2 separate regions of the Mus musculus genome follow, and region 2 is linked to region 1. A link is a contact called in public Hi-C data. All regions are on one chromosome and are shown on one strand. Each heading gives the region's core, a stretch centred on a gene start, on an enhancer-like site or on the middle of the called end of the contact. The rest is flanking DNA. Distances are from core to core; before and after follow the strand shown. Region 1 overlaps Gm31128 (a long non-coding RNA gene). Region 2 has its middle 22 kb from the start of 1700015C15Rik.

Region 1 (3,609 bases), core at 631-3,130:
GCTGGAAATTCAGAGTTGACGTTTTACAAGATTGGTTTCTCTTGGCCTCTCTCCTAGCTGGCATTCAGGCTGCTGCCTCTCCCTGGGTCCTTTCCTCTGTGCTCACAGGGAGTGGAGGAGGAGGAGGAGAAGAAGAAGGAAATAGAGAAAAGGGGAGCACTGTCTGGTGTCTCTCTTATAAAAACACTAGTCCATTCAGCTACCTTGTGGCCTCATTAGCCTTAATTACTCATACTCACAAGCCTATCTACAAATAGAGTCACACAAGGGATAAGGGCTTCAAAATATAAGCCTTATTTATGCACACCTATAATAACAACCCATTCAAAAATAGGCAAGAGTTTTACATTGTCAGTTTTGTAAAGAAGATACACAAATAATGAATCAACTCTTTTAAAAAGAAATGCTCAGAACTGATAACCTTAAAGAAATATAACCCAAACCACATTGAGATGCCACCTCATGTCCATTAGGATTGCTTGTATGAGAAGAAAATATAAAATATCAGCTGCTGTGGGCACCCTGAGGCAGTGCCTACATTAAAGGAAGCTTTCTACAGTACAGCAGCTCCACTCCTCAGCACACATGGTCTCCATCTTAGCAGTTCTAATCACATCTTTAAAATTTTTATAGAGGGGCTAGAGAGATGGCTCAGTAGTTAAGAGCACTGACTGTTCTTCCAGAGGTCCTGAGTTCAATTCCCAGCAACCATATGGTGGCTCACAACCATCTGTAATGAGATCTGATGCCCTCTTCTGGTGTGTCTGAAGACAGCAACACTGTATTCATATTCATAAAATAAATAAATCTTTTTAAAAAATTTTTATAGAGCTTCAAAAGTGCACATTAAATGGGAGCTATACTTTGTATGCAGTGGTGTGTTGTCTGTGTGCACACGTGTGCACATGTTTGTGTGTATGTGTGTTCATGTTTGTGTGATTTCATGCATGCAAGAGTCAGACGTTGATGTCAGCACTAGGACACCTACCTTTGTTTATTTATTTTTAAAAAAATTATTTATTTATTTTATGTATATGAGTACACTATAGCTGTTTTCAGACACACCAGAAGAGGGCATTGGATCCCATTACACATGGTTATGAACCACCCTGTGGTTCCCAGGAATTGAACTCAGGACCTGTGGAAGAGCAGTCAGTGCTCTTAACTGCTGAGCTGTCTCTCCAGCCCTGTTTGTATACTTTTTAGTAGGTCTTAATACTTATGTGTTATGCACTTTACTCTATCAGCCATCTACCCCATCACAGGACTATACTTTGAATTTAAATTTGGTTCTTGTCCTGAGCTAACCATATGTGAAGTGTGCTAAATAATACTCTCTTGTGATGCTGGGAGAAGGCAGAAAGCTGTATCTCCTAGTAAGCCAGAGGATCATGAAGATATACAACAATCACTATACTCTATAGTGGAGTCCACCTAACAAATTATATGAGATACTTGTCACAGTGTTATGTTTTGTTTGAGTTTGATTATTTTACTCCTCTGTCAGCTGATACAAGTATTCTGAAGGATATTTCACGTAGGCTAGGCCCAGGACATGGCTGAGTAGATAAGGGCACTTGCTGCTGAGACCAATTGTCTGAATTCTATCCCTAGACCCATATAATAGAAGGAGAGAGCTGGTTCCTGCAAGTTGGACTCGAACCTCCAAATTCATGCTGTGGTATGCACATGTGCACACAATTATACAGATACACACAATAATATGTAGCTTGTTTAAGCATAATAATAATGTAGGCTAGACTATGATGTTTGCTGGATTGCCAATATTAAGATGAATTTTGGCATACACTATTTCAACTTAATATGGGTTTTTCAGGACATAACCACAAGTCAGTGAGCATCTGTGTGTACCAAAGGAACTGAAAACAAGGATTAAAATAGTTACTTCTGCCCAATGCTTGCACCCACATTGCTTAGCAGAATGTGGGTGGCAGGTGTAATACAAATGACCACCAACGCATAAATAGATTTTTGTTATTGTTTTTGTTTTTTCATGCCAAGGTTTCTCTGTGTAGCCCTGGCTGTCCTGAAACTTGCTTTGTAGACCAGGCTGGCCTCGAACTCAAAGATCGGCCTGCCTCTAACTCCTACATGCTGGGATGTGTATTATGTCTTCCTGGCTATAAGTAGATTTTTTTCCCAGTGGCACATACATATCATGGTGTATCATTGACCCTTAGAAGGAATGATATTCTGACACATGTTGCAGGATATTTGATCACATTATGAACACTGAGGTTGTGTTATTTACTGAAAATACCTGTTTCTAGTTACGATGTGGCTCAGCCCTTACTTAGCACACACCTTTAATCCCAAACAATAAAGGTAAAGTTAGTTTTTTTAGAAGGAAGCACTCATGTTTGGAAGTGATGTCTTTGAAAGTCCATGAATGACTATAAAGGTTTCTTGAGCAGGATAAAATTTATAAACCTTAAGCTTCTCACATAGATAATTTTTTTAAAAATTACTTTCATGTTTGAAATTGAGTGGCTGACAAAGTGATGGATCAGAAAGATTTGATAGGATAGGATATGCCCAACTCTCATGAGAAGAGAGGAGAAAGAAGCTACTTAAGAGAGAGCAGCTTGGGGAGAAGAGAAGGAAGCAGATTTTTTTTTAAAGATTTATGTATTGATTATATGTAAGTACACTGTAGCTGTCTTCAGACACACCAGAAGAGGGCATCAGATCTCATTATGGATGGTTGTGAGCCACCATGTGGTTGCTGGGATTTGAACTCAGGACCTTCAGAAGAGCAGTAGGTACTCTTAATCACTGAGCCATCTCTCCAGCCCAGGAAGCAGATTTTACTGGGAAAGTTTTACAGAATCAGGTTGCAGAGAAAGAACAAACTAGACACTGATAAAGACAAAAAAAAAAAAAAAAGCCAGAGAATGAGAAAGAACCAGATTAAAATAGATTGTTAGAATTAATTTGAGGTCACAGAGAACAATTCAGGAGAGGCCCATAGAGAGAGAAGCCAGGTTGAATCAGTTAGTTTAGAGAGGAGTCTGAGCCAGAAAAGCTCAGTTGAACCAGCTAGCCAGCCAGAGATCAGAAAGGACTAGGAAGTGGTGAGCCTTCTCAGCAGTAAGTCTCAGAGACTGAAGACACTCTAGGCCTAGATCAGACTTTATAGAAGCTCGGAACCTCCAGGAGTAAGCTTAGGTTAGCAGATAGAGGTGTGAGCCTCTGAGAGGACAATTACTACAGGAGAATAGAAGTTACTTTTACAGACACATTCTATACCTCTGCAAGCATGCTAAGTGAAATAAGCCAGACAGAAACAGACAAGCATTGCATGATTCATTGATATGAAGTACCTGAGTCATGCAAATATGCAGTCAAAAGGAATAGAGAGGTCACAGAGGCTACAGGGAAGAGATCATGGGGAATTATTGTTTATATATATTTAACTCGAGAGACAGCTCAGTATTAAGAGCACTGGCTGCTCTTCCAAAGGACATAGTTACTCACAACCACCTGTAACTCCAGTTCCAGGGGGTTCCTAGACCTTCTCCTGGCCTCTATATGCACCAGGTTCTCTGATGGTGCATATACATGCATGCTATCAAACACACACATAAA
Region 2 (3,609 bases), core at 285-2,784, 71 kb before region 1:
CCCACCACCCAGCTACCTCTGACCTTGCCTAGCCGCAGTGGAAAGGAAGGCACTGGTTAGACAGAGCTTCAACACAGTGAGCTTCTACTTTTGAGCTTTTGGCCTTGTTGCAAAAGAAACTTCTTTAACTCTAAACTTTCTGTAAATTACATCTCTGAACAATGATTCAAAAGGAAGAGCATTTTTTTTTTCTTGGTTTTTTCAAGACAGGGTTTCTCTGTGTAGCCCTGGCTGTCCTGGAACTCACTCTGAAGACCAGGCTGGCCTCGAACTCAGAAATCCACCTGCCTCTGCTTCCCAAGTGCTGGGATTAAAGGCATGGGCCACCACGCCTGGCTATGAGAGCATATTTTTTGTTTAGTGTTTTTAGTTAGTTAATTAATTTACATCCCAACCGCAGTTTCTTCTCCTCCCAGTCCCTCCCTCCACTCCCCTCACCTTTCTCTACCCACTACATCCCTTCTCCCTTTCTCCTCACAAAGGGAGAGACCTCCTATGGCTATCAGCCATCCCTGGTCTATCAAGTTGCAGTAAGAATAGATGCATCTTCTGTTGAGGCTAGATGAGCAGCTGGGTAAGGGGAAAGGGTCCCAAAAGCAGGCAACAGTCAGAGGCAGCCTGTGCTTCCCACTGTTAGGAGTCCCACATGAAGACCACACTATACAACTGTGCAGAGGGCCTAGGTAAATCCCATGCAGGGAAGAGTAACTTTTTAACTTTCAGAGGCATTGCTTGAGAGCCATCAACATCTTATACTATGTTGAAAGAAACCTAAATGTAACACTCCCTGTGGTCGTCTACACTCACACTTATCTCATCCTTTCTCTGTGACTCCTTCTAATAAAGCCTGCATTGAATATCTGTACAAAACAGCAGGTCTTGGCCCCTTTGGGGGTTCAGATAACCCTTTCACAGGAGTCGCCTAACTCCATTAGAAAACACAGATATTTACATCATGATTCATAACCAGCAAAATTACAGTTATGAAGTAGTGATGAAATAATTTTATGGTGGGGGGGAATCACCATAACATGAGGAATTATATTCAAGGACTATAGCATTAGGAAGGTTGAGAACCACTACCTTTTAGGGTCTTTCAAATAGCTCAGTGGGTAATTGTACTTGCCACTGAAGTTCCTGGGCTTGATCCCTGGAACCCACATGATGGAAGGAGAGAATCAATTCCTGAAAGTTGTCCTCTGATCTCTACATAGACATCATGGAGTGCCACGAATCCTAGAGGTCCGTAAGGAAAAGGATGTGTGAGGATGGAAAGGAGCTGCACCTCTGTCCTCACCAACACTCACAGTACACACTATCATGGTACTCCACGCAGATTTCTGATCATGTAACATCAGGTGAAGGAATCATGGGCCCATGCTCTTGAAATGCAGTGTTCTTACCATGTTCTATCCTGAAGCAGCTTCATAAAATAACAGAATGGGTTTTACAGAGCTGGTTTATTGGCACCGGCAACAAGGAAGGCTGAGTAAGAGCAGGTGCTGCTATCTCCCAGATCAGGCCACATCCCCTGCAGCTGCTCTGCTCTCGTGCCTACTGCGAGGAACTAGCAACACCAGCTGTAACCTTGTGGTCTTGTTCCCTTACCGCCCAGGAATGAAAAGTCAGCCTAATGTAGGCTACTTACTAACTACATGATATAGGACCTCCTCTCTTGTTCAGAAATCTTTAATGCGGGGGGGGGGGGAACCCCACTTTTTCTGGTGAGACTGAAAGATTTCTCTGCTTTCTGTTGTGTTAACAATTCTTTATAAAGCTCTCCGCGGGAGGACACTTGACCTCAGCTCTCCTCTCTCAAATCATCCATCACCTCTCTAAACCATCCCTAAAATCCAAGAGGCAGAGTGAATGCTATCAATTAGCATTCAGCATAGGGTTGCTGCTTCTCTCAGAGCCAGGAACACAGGTCCAGGGAGGGAGTGGAAATAGAAGTGGCACCATTCATCCTTTTGGCAAAATTGTTGTTCCTTTTGTCCATGCAACCTTATATTCTGCTAGCCTACAGGTCACAAAATCAATATCACTAAACTGGAAGTTAAAACTGCTCCCAATTGCCTGGCCTGTAAATAGCCTTACTTATTTGCAGTTACTTGCAAGTCTGATGCAGGAAGATTGCAGGTTCAAGGCCAGCCTGGGCAACTCCATGAGTCCCTGTCTAAAAAATAGAAATGCTGGGGATATAGTTCAATGGTAGAGTTCTTGCTTAGCACAAGAAAGACCCTGGGTTCAAACCCTGTGTGCTGGCTAGTTTTATGTCAACTTGACACAAGCTAGAGTTGTCAGAGAGGAGGAACCTCAACTAAGAAATGCCTCCATGTCAGATCCTTTCTATAGGCAAGCCTGTAGGGCACTTTCTTAATTAGTGATTGATGGGAGAGGGTCCAACCCATAGTGGGTGGTGTCATCCCTGGTTTCTATAAGAAAGCGGGCTAAGCAAGCCATGAGGAGCAAGCTAGTAACTAAAGTAGCATCCCTCCATGGCCTCTGCATCAGCTCCTGCTTCCAGGTTCCAACCCTGTTTGACTTCCTTCAGTGATAGATTACAATGTTTTGTTGCGGCAGTAGAAGCCCTAACTAGGATACTCCAGGGCCACAACAAATAAATAAACAAAGCAAAACAAAGAGAGAAAGACTCCTACGGGCCTTCTGGCTTTCGCGTACCTTTGAATCAACAAGCAAAGCTGGAATTGTTATTGGTTAAAACAACTGATTCTGACTTCCAAGGAACTGCTGTCCTCCAAGTGCTAAAGAAGCATGCCTCTGGACCACAGGGGATCCCTTAAGGTGCTTCTTAGCATATCCGCAAGTGGGTTCTAGCGTCACTGGGACACTAGAGCAACCCAGTGTAGGCAGTGCTGATCATGAGCGTCTTCAGGGGAGAACGTGTGAGTCCCTTATCTAACAAAGAACTGTAATCGGAAGAGGGCTGAGCTGCAGACAAAGGAAATATAGACTGCGTAGAGAAAGATGATTTGTATGCACAAATAGGTATGCGCGCCTGGGCAGACATGGAAACAAAGACTACAACTAATAAGAGCGGTTTTCGTTATTTGGTTATAAATGTTTGTATGTGTATAGCAGTGCGTGTTTATCTTGGTTCCATCTCTTATCCTTTGCCATATAATTGACATAATCTACATAATGAGAGGTGGAGACACACAGGAGGATCAGGAGCTCAAGTCCAGCCTTGTTTACAAGAGATCCTGTAAAACAAACAAAGTAAATAAATCTACATAAGGTATGCATATATTAAGGCACCAAGGAGAGGAATGAAGATTATGATGGTTTGGATGAAAACAGCCCCCATAGACGCATAGATTTGAATGTTTGGTCATTAGGGAACAGTGCTACTTGCCAGGGATTAGGAGGTGTGGCCTTATTGGAAGAAGTGTCACCTTATTGGAGGAAGTATGTCACCGGGGGTGGATTTTGGGGTTTCAAATGCTCAAACCAGGCCCCATATCCCACTCTCTCCCTACTGCCTGGTGCTATGTACAACTCTCAGCTACCTCTCCAACACCATGTCTGCCACCAAGATTTCCATCACAATGGTAATGAACTAACCCTTCAAATATAATGCAAGCCTCA

Evidence for each region. A called contact is a pair of places that touch in the nucleus more often than the background predicts.
Region 2: a contact with region 1 is called in a Hi-C map of pre-pro-B cells, with 2.4 times the contacts expected there. The contact joins two enhancer-like sites. A contact is called at or near these places in 3 of 484 Hi-C or Micro-C datasets (embryonic stem cells, liver and pre-pro-B cells), 3 of 115 datasets of contacts at active chromatin or transcription factors (cardiomyocytes, embryonic stem cells and microglia) and 1 of 9 other capture datasets (embryonic stem cells).

Annotation. Positions count from the first base shown.
Region 1 is chr13:64,337,637-64,341,245 of GRCm38.p6, reverse strand. The region is part of intron 1 of Gm31128 (a long non-coding RNA gene); the gene reads left to right. Among named protein-coding and RNA genes, the nearest start is that of Gm31128, 4.3 kb to the left of the region's middle. Within about 2 kb of position 1,880, at least 4 of the 459 cell types and tissues checked have an H3K27ac peak or open chromatin away from gene starts, as enhancers often do. A contact at or near this core is called in pre-pro-B cells, where this site is marked.
Region 2 is chr13:64,408,731-64,412,339 of GRCm38.p6, reverse strand. No RefSeq gene overlaps it. Among named protein-coding and RNA genes, the nearest start is that of 1700015C15Rik, 22 kb to the left of the region's middle. Within about 2 kb of position 1,534, at least 41 of the 459 cell types and tissues checked have an H3K27ac peak or open chromatin away from gene starts, as enhancers often do. A contact at or near this core is called in pre-pro-B cells, where this site is marked.